3 separate regions of the Mus musculus genome follow, and all the other regions are linked to region 1. The links are chromatin contacts, called in public HiChIP or PLAC-seq maps. All regions are on one chromosome and are shown on one strand. The core of a region is the stretch at or near the end of the contact, and the rest is flanking DNA. Distances in the headings are between cores, read along the strand shown.

Region 1 (2,700 bases), core at 7-2,506:
GGTGGTGGAACATGTGTATAAAGGCAACATTAGAAGGCTGAGGCAGGAGGACTGCTGAGTTTGATGTCAGCCAGGACTGCAGTGAGGCTGCAAGGAGTACATCTCAACAACAACAACAACAACAACAACAACAACACAACAACACAAGACAATACTAATGAACTATTAAGTGACAATCAGTGTATACATACAGACTTATTGCTTCCATTTTAAAGTGAAAAAAATCCTTAAGAAATATTTTACTGAGCATTGGGGTTCCAGCCCAATCAATGGAATGGAAGGACATTAACTTCTACTTATCCTGTGCCTGATTTCAGTCTCATGGGGTGCAGAACGAAACAACCAAATTTACACATTGGGTAGTAAGGCTATGCGATTTTGCCCACACCACACATTCAGATTCTGATCTGTCAGACACACAGCCATACTGGATCTCAAGGGCATCCCTACCAGACCGTCGCTCCCGACCGCACTCCGGCAAAGGCTGCGTCACGTCCTGGACCTGCTTTTTCTCAACCTTTCCCTTCCCAACCTTTCGCACTGCCACATCTCACCTGGACCCCGCGACACCCCTCACCCGCCGCTTCTTCAACCGGAGAGCCCCCTGCTGAAAAGGAAGGAAGAAAACAATAGGGCAGGATACGCGCCAAACAACGAGATGGTTTTCAAGCTAGCGGAGGAACCGGCCAATCCGCGGCAGGCTGAGACGGAGACCCGCCTCAGCGCCAGGCGTCGCGCTCGCGGAGCCCGCAATTCCCTGTTCAAACCTCAACGGCTGCCAGGAGGCCAATCGCGACAGAGGCTGGAGAAGCCAACCAATCACAGCCCCGGGGGCGGGGCAAGCGGGCGAGGGGCGTGGCCCCGAGTCTGCGCTTTCCCGGCATCTCTACCGTAGTCGGCTAAGCATGGTCACCCGTTGTCTCTCCGCGGGCCGCCTAAAGCAGTCCAGCTTTTAACCATGTGGCGCCCGGCCCTGTACACTCCGGGAATATACTGCCCCAGCAAAACTCAGCTTGCCGTAGCGCCAGGCTCCCGTCCTCCACTTCCCTCACAGTTGAGGACGCGCAAGGGACAGGAGAGAGCTTATTTTAACGGAATTTCGGTTTGGGGGCGTCCTTTCCTGCGACAACAAACACCGCAGCGGTTCCATTCTTCCAGGGGCTAAACCGGAAGTATTTGACTGGACGCGCCTCACAGGCCGGAACTTGGAGGGCGGGGCTTGTGGCTGTGCGAGCCACCTTGGGATGACTCCCTAAGCTACCTGGGTAAGGCCCAAAATGGCTCCTCTTACTGTCACTACCGTGTGAGTCCCGCCTGGGACTGTAATCTGTGTCTTGGCTTTGGAATTCACACCCGCTCCCCATTTTTCCGGCTGGTTTGCTGCCCCTACTGAGGCGGACAGGCTAGAGTAATGGCAGGGAGTGTCCCTTGGGCGGCAAGTAGGAGACTGTGGGGCTGGGTGCCCTCGGCATGCCGAAGCTTCTCTCTGGGTAAGTGGCTTAAGTGTAGTAGGACGGCCGGCTAACGGCTTGTCACTGGGCAGTGCTGATTCATGCTTCTGTCCTTCCCTAGGCGTCCCACGGTTGGCCTTCGTAAGGCTCACTCTTCCACCTCCCAAAGTGGTTGATCGCTGGAACGAGAAGAGGGCTCTGTTTGGCGTCTACGACAACATTGGAATCCTGGGTAGGACGCGATTCCTGGTTTCTGAAGGATTAGTATGCTCTCTTGACTCTTTCGGTTTTATTTGTGGAGAGAATAGTAATGTGCCCGGGGCAAGCCTGGGGGCACAAACCTGTTACACGGGAGATGAAGCCAGGCAAGACCAGTCTGAGATGCGGAGAATAGTGAGGAGTGCGGGACTCAGTCTCACTAACACAGTAGTGGGCAGGTCTGAGGGCCAAAGCGAGTAAATGGGAGTGTCAGTATTTGAACCCAGACATTTCTGGCTGCAAAGTCTTTACTCCTTTCTTTCTTTCTTCTTTTTTAAATAAGATTTTTGTGTTTTCTGAATGTGTACCGTGTACTGCTCAAGCAATGCCTGCAGGTTCAGGGTGACTTCCTAGAACTTCCCTTTCAGGCAGTCGTGAACCTTCAGTTGAGAGTGCTGGGGAATCCTTTGGAAGAGCAAGTGTTACAAAGACTCTGTCCCTTGTACTAGACTGGTGTGTGCCTTGTCTGTCAGTAGTTCTGATCAGGGAGATGAAACTGTGTTGAAGGCCTAGTTGGGCTAGGCTGACTTCTCTTCTCTTGAAACTAGTATATATTCTGTCACGTTACAGGGAATTTCGAGAAGCACCCAAAAGAACTGATCAAGGGCCCAGTATGGCTTCGAGGCTGGAGAGGAAATGAATTGCAGCGTTGTGTCCGAAAGAAGAAATTTGTGGGAAACAGGATGTTCATTGAGGACCTGCATAACCTTAACAAACGGATCAGCTATCTCTACAAACACTTTAACCGACATGGGAAGTACAGATAGGACGGGAAATGTGTCACCCTGGAGAAGGGGAACAGGACTTATCCCAGCAAGGAGAGAGCTTTGTGTGCTCGATGTAATAAAAAAATGGGGCTCCTTTGGAATCTGATATGCCCAGTGCTACATTTACTCATGCACTCTGACGTCTGCCTCGTTCCTAAGTCACATGATCTTTTGTTACTATTACTTACAGCCCAGTTATGCTTGTGGCCTTTATAACAATCATT
Region 2 (2,700 bases), core at 3-2,502, 300 kb after region 1:
CCAAAGGGAATAGTGGACTTTTTAGTTGTTGTTGTTCAAAGTCTCTGGTGGCACAGGAGTTGCCTAGTTAAGCTCTTTCCTGATTGCCTGGGAGCAAATTCCGTCCATTTGTGTTTGGGAGTGTGCCCTCTCAGAATCAGGACAAAAGGGTCTTCCGTGTATTTCCTTGCTTCTGTCCCTGAGTTTTGGGAGAGTGGACACTCTCTTGTTGCCCTACCCAGAGGCCCATCTGTAGAGTCTACTAGCACCTGCCTCTGGACCCTCTGCAGGTGAACGGCCATTCCCCTTGGCCCCACCTGGACATTTTTAGAGCGAGGCTTCAAGCCCGCAGTACCTGATTACCTGGGAAATGCAGAAACACCGGATTTATCCCATCTAGAGGCGCCAATAGGCACCTTCCCCGCCTTCTTTTCTCTTAACTCTCCCAGAGTTCTCTACAGCCAAGATAGTTATCGCTCTTGAAAAAGAATCAAGACAATCTAGTCTTTCAGGTAGCTTAGAGAGAGGCATGGACGTTTTCAGTTGAGAGTTCAGGTCCTAAACAAGGAATGTCCGACCTCCAGGTGCAGGGAAGACTCCCCACACCCACTTCCTCTCCCTCCGTAGCACCCCTTGTCACTTGTGGGACCACCGAAGTGGGAGACGCTCGACTGCCCTGCTGGCAAGGAGCCTTGCGGGCCGGGGAGGGCATCGAGTTACTCGAAAAGGTTGCTCCGCTCCTCCCTCACTCCTCTCTCACACTCGGGGGTGCTCCGGGTGGGAGCAGGCACAGAGCCCATCTCAAATACTCGGCGGTAGAAGGACCCGGGAGCGAAGTGCACAGCCGGAGCCACCAGGACCCTCGGCTCTCCCACCCACTTGCTCCTCCCGCCCACCTGCCAGTCCCGCCTGGCCAGCTGGCAGCCGCTGCGCCTTTCTCTACTCGCCCGGAGTCCGCCTGGCGCGCGCAGTACCAGCGGCTCCCGGCGCTCTCGGCCGCCGGGACACTCTCCGCCCCGGACGCCGTCTCGGGCCTGAGAACAGGTGGCCTCGGAGAGGAGCGCGCCGACAGTCGCCTCTCACTCACCCAGAAGATGAAGTTAAATCCGAAGAGCAGGTATTTGATGCACTTGCTACCTCCTTTGACCGGCATGGTACAAGCTGGAGTTGCGTGGGACAAGAGGCACGAACGACTGGGACAGAAGGGACTCGACAACCGACTGAGACACGCTGCGGCTAGGGGCTGGCCTGAGGCTCCACTTTTAAAAAGTGCCACTCCTTACGGCGCTCGGCCAGCTGCTATGCGCATGTGCGGAGGGATGCCGACCCCGCCCCCCGGCCCACCTGCCCCGCCCATGCTCTAATCCCCTCCCCAGACCCAGGTTCTGGGACTTCGGTTTCACCCTCAGTGCAGAGCTCTCTCTGCACCTAACTTTTGCCGTCTGGTTTCTAAGATCCTCTTTCCCTCCATCTTCCTTCTTCCCACCGTCTCGGGGTCTTTCCGGACCTCCGTACCCGACTTCTTTTACGGGGAGTTAAGTGCCGGCCTCGCCTTTCCCGTTCATCCTAGTTCATCCTGGGCTCTGCATAAGAGCTCACGTTGGAAGACCCCCAAGGGCCATGTAATCTTAAGAACCTTTTCAGATTCCCGAGGCAAGTCTGCGAGCCCCTATTTGCCTGGCTTGCGTTCTCTCTGACACCTCCTTGTAAACCTTTCTGGACTGAACGCACTTAGTTGAGCACGGTGGCCGCTAGAATGTTCTAGGTGCTAATCTGAGCAGTTCTACTTTGCTCAGAAACTTTCTACGTTCAGAGACTTGAGTTGAAACCCTTCTTCATCCTGTATTTACTCCGTTCATTCCCTGCCACACCTGATGCCACACCCCTACTCTGCTGCGCCTCCATGCCTGCAGGGGTGTATGCTGGCCGCCCTGCCTCCTTGTGAAAATTCTATTGTGCTTTATTATTTTTTTTATTTAAATCTATTATTATTTTGAGACAGAGTCTTACTATGCTGTCCTATCTGGCTTGGAACGCCCTGTGTAAACCAGGCTGGCCTTGAACTCATAAAGATCTGTCTGCCTCTGCTGGGATGTGCCAATACGCCCAGCGATTTCATTTCTTTTGAAGTAGGATTTAGCCGTTTGTAGACCTACTGACCCGGAATTTGCTTATGTAGCTCAGGCTATCTTCAACTCCAGTCCTCCTGCCAGAGCGGTTCAGGCCACCACGTCCTGCTCTGTGACTCTCTAAATTCTTTCTTGATTTTTTCAACAGGGTGAAGAGGCCCTTCTCAATATCCTTTACAGTTTTCTCTTCCTCACCCCTGCAGGAAGTTTCCTTAGCATTCTTCATTGCAAAAGCAAACCGTACTTATTACAGAAACATCAGAAAATATCAGAAAGCAAAAAGAATGTGAGTTAAAATTTTTTTTCCTGGGTTAAAGTACGTTGGAGGCCAACGCCACAGGAGACCCGGTCCCCAAAAACAAAAAATAAAAACAAGAAACTTTTTCACATAGCAAACCCAGCTCTGTTAGCATAGCACAGCTCTTGTTTTACTGTTTATCAGTAGACTGGCTTCACTATTTATCAGTAAGTAGACTGATTCATTAATAGACCCAGTTAAAAACCTTTTTTTTTTTTTTCCCACAGTTTAGTTTAGAAAGGTTCTTCACTGGGGAACAGGAGTCGAAAGCAACACATTCTGTCTTCCCTGAAG
Region 3 (2,873 bases), core at 149-2,648, 410 kb after region 1:
GGACAGACAAGAACGAGATCATGGAATTATGGAAATATTCAGTCTGGAAGGACCTTGAAAGACCCTCATGGCTTTGAGAAACAGCATCCGAGGTCACAGCAGTGTGCTTTAGTTTTAAGCTGGAAAGTCAGGGAAAAGACCTTGATTGCCTTGTGTGTGTGTGTGTGTGTGTGTGTGTGTGTGTGTGTGTGTGTGTGTGACTTGGCATTTGTAAAACAAACAAGGAAGGCCATTTGCCCACCTTTCTTAGTTGCATGTATGTCTGTGGGTCTGGAACCTTCCACATGCACCTTGTTAAGTCACAGCTGGGAGCTAGAAGGGGCTTCCAAGATGACTACGGGGACTCAGGCCTGACCTGTGAGACTTTGGATCATCAGGATGGGGGGTGTGCGGGGACCACCTGGTTTCACTGATTACCCACAGAGCTATCATTGGACTCTTGGGGTCTGGTCCCTACCAGTTCTTCAAATCTGCACCATGGAATTCAGTGGCGCCCCAGCTGTCCTGGGAAAAAGCTGCCTCCACACCACTGCTTGGCCCTGAGTGTGCACTTTGGGGTCAAACTCATCATGGCTCACTGCTGAGGTCTGATCAGCGAGTGAGAGACGGGGCTAGAATCTGAGCCCTGCTTCCTTGAGAGAAGGGGATAGAATCTGAGCCCTGCTTCCTTCCTGGTGTCCTCAGCAGGAGATTAGAAGACAGGTGTTGCTCCTGGACACCAGACACAAGCTCCTGGGGGCTTGGACTACACCGTCCTCAGTCTGCCTTGTCTGTTTGTAACTAATATCTGTCCAACGAACAGTTTGCATGTTCTCTCACTGTTGCTTAGCCCATGTCTGTTGATAGTCACTTTAGTCACAGACATAGGGAGCACGAAGGTCTGGGGGATTCAAGTTGCTTGCTCTTTCCAGCCGTGTCACCCTCGATGGGATCTTAGGCAATCTCTCCCTCCCTCCCCCTCTTCTTCCTCCCTCTCTCCCTCCCCCTTTCTCCCTCTTTCTCTCTTTCCCTATCTCCCTCCTCCTTCTCTTCTCTTTCCCTGTGTCCCTCCTCCTCCCCTCCCCCTCCCCCCCTCCTTCTTCTTCTCTCTCTCCCCCTAATTCCTAGAATCCTTCTGGCTGACTTTTCTTTGAGGAGCGACAGCCAGCTGCACGACACCTAGCTGCATAGCTTGCAGTGGTCCTCCAGTTCGCAGCCCGGGACTTAGTCGTCCTGACATTAATTTTTCACCTGGGGAAATTTTTTGGTGCAAATGATCTCATTAACTAAGTGGAACCATTGTGGCACTGGGGGACAGCTGCTCCAAGGCCCGGCTTCTTCCGGCAGCTGTCCCCAGTCTATTCTGGGAAGACCTGTGGCTTGTGTGGGAATTACAACGGCAACAAGGGAGACGACTTCCTCACGCCGGCCGGCTTGGTGGAGCCCCTGGTGGTAGACTTCGGAAACGCCTGGAAGCTTCAAGGGGACTGTTCGGACCTGCGCAGGCAACACAGCGACCCCTGCAGCCTGAATCCACGCTTGAGTATGTGAGCCGCAGACCCCGGGGTCTCCCGTGGTCCAGGCAGGCATTCCACGGGACACAGAGAGAGGGAAGGCAAAGGCGGAGCCATTGGCCCAGCCTTTATTTTGACCACTGGCCGTTGAGATCCACATTTGGCTCATTTCCTTTTCAAAGTTTGTTTATTGAACACCCTCCATCCATGGGTGAAATCCCAAGAAAGAATAGAATATTGGGTCGTTTCTGGCCCGGAAAAGACCCAGTCTAGAGCAGCGGTGGGTGTGGGAGCTTAAAGTTGACTTGTATGATAGATGCGCTGCAGTGACCCTGTGTGGACACGGTGCTGCGACATCTCTGCTCTTGCTAGCTTCTGCTACTCTAACCACCGTCTCCGGTCAGTGGGTCTTTGGGGAACGCACATTTACCCGTTACTGAGCCAAACGCAGAACTGTACATTGGCACCAGAAGCCAGAGCCAGATAGATTAATTTTGGTAGCAACAGAAAAGGGAACTGGCTTTGTTTGTGGGGAAGAGGGTGGGGTGAGGTATGGATGTTAGAGTCCCTGAGGCTGGCCCCAGAGGAACGGGCAGGGCCACGTCTTGTTCTGCACAGGCTCTCCTTTCTCTTCAACAGCCAGGTTTGCAGAGGAGGCTTGTGCGCTCCTGACGTCCTCCAAGTTCGAGGCCTGCCACCACGCAGTCAGCCCTCTGCCCTATCTGCAGAACTGCCGTTATGATGTTTGCTCCTGCTCCGACAGCCGGGATTGCCTGTGTAACGCAGTAGCTAACTATGCTGCCGAGTGTGCCCGAAAAGGCGTGCACATCGGGTGGCGGGAGCCTGGCTTCTGTGGTGAGAACTCCATAACCAGTTAACCTCCTTTAGGCAATCAATTCAAACTCTTCTGACAACTTGTGGGTCTGGGTCCACCTGTCCTTTTCAAAGGTACTTTCTTTGAATAATTTCATTTGGAAACAGGCCCCAGTGACAAACTTGGGGCTACAGTTCTTTTGCAGCCATTTCTCCTGCCTTCTGCTCTTGGCTGGTAATGGGGTGGGTTCCTGCGTAAAAGTAAGTTGGAACTCCTTACAGAAGCCATGGACTTTGGAGTTGCATAGGCCTGGCTGAGAGTGCCTGTAAATGCTGCCACCTAGTGTTCATTCCTTGTATGAGCATGCCGTGGTGTGAGTTTGGAATGCTGGAATCCTTTGCTTGTAATGTCAGGCAAGGCAGACGTGGGACCTGGCCCACGGTCTTTGGCATCGTATAAAGTTATGCAGCATTGAATAATGCCATTGTTCTAGTTGAATTTGCATCTGTCCTAAGCTGTGGTAGATTCCTGCCATCAAAGATGGTCTTTGCTCCTGCACCGTGGTC

The links. HiChIP or PLAC-seq counts read pairs in DNA pulled down with a chosen protein or histone mark.
Region 2: a contact with region 1 is called in an H3K4me3 HiChIP or PLAC-seq map of embryonic stem cells, with 12 read pairs. The contact joins the promoter of Cd9 here to the promoter of Mrpl51 in region 1. A contact is called at or near these places in 2 of 39 promoter capture datasets (the 3T3-L1 cell line and embryonic stem cells) and 3 of 115 datasets of contacts at active chromatin or transcription factors (embryonic stem cells and microglia).
Region 3: an H3K4me3 HiChIP or PLAC-seq map of bone marrow-derived macrophages shows a contact between it and region 1, with 3 times the contacts expected there. The contact joins the enhancer-like site here to the promoter of Mrpl51 in region 1. A contact is called at or near these places in 3 of 39 promoter capture datasets (the 3T3-L1 cell line, cranial neural crest and pre-B cells), 3 of 484 Hi-C or Micro-C datasets (embryonic stem cells, gonadal supporting cells and nephron progenitors), 3 of 115 datasets of contacts at active chromatin or transcription factors (the NIH/3T3 cell line, bone marrow-derived macrophages and stem cell-derived neural progenitor cells) and 1 of 9 other capture datasets (liver).

What each region holds. Positions count from the first base shown.
Region 1 is chr6:125,190,944-125,193,643 of GRCm38.p6, forward strand. Mrpl51 (mitochondrial ribosomal protein L51) reads left to right here and starts at 1,257. Exons shown (of 3, transcript NM_025595.3): 1 at 1,257-1,490; 2 at 1,573-1,683; 3 at 2,280-2,700. The coding sequence starts at 1,412. The coding sequence ends at 2,476. Ncapd2 (non-SMC condensin I complex, subunit D2) reads right to left here and starts at 643. Exons shown (of 32, transcript NM_146171.1): 1 at 555-643.
Region 2 is chr6:125,493,508-125,496,207 of GRCm38.p6, forward strand. Cd9 (CD9 antigen) reads right to left here and starts at 1,253. Exons shown (of 8, transcript NM_007657.4): 1 at 1,067-1,253. The coding sequence starts at 1,132. It overlaps Gm26728 (a long non-coding RNA gene), which reads left to right. Exons shown (of 6, transcript XR_869432.2): 2 at 2,257-2,394.
Region 3 is chr6:125,601,998-125,604,870 of GRCm38.p6, forward strand. Vwf (Von Willebrand factor) reads left to right here. Exons shown (of 52, transcript NM_011708.4): 14 at 1,327-1,522; 15 at 2,133-2,348. Among named protein-coding and RNA genes, the nearest start is that of Vwf, 50 kb to the left of the region's middle. Within about 2 kb of position 1,399, at least 165 of the 459 cell types and tissues checked have an H3K27ac peak or open chromatin away from gene starts, as enhancers often do. A contact at or near this core is called in bone marrow-derived macrophages, where this site is marked.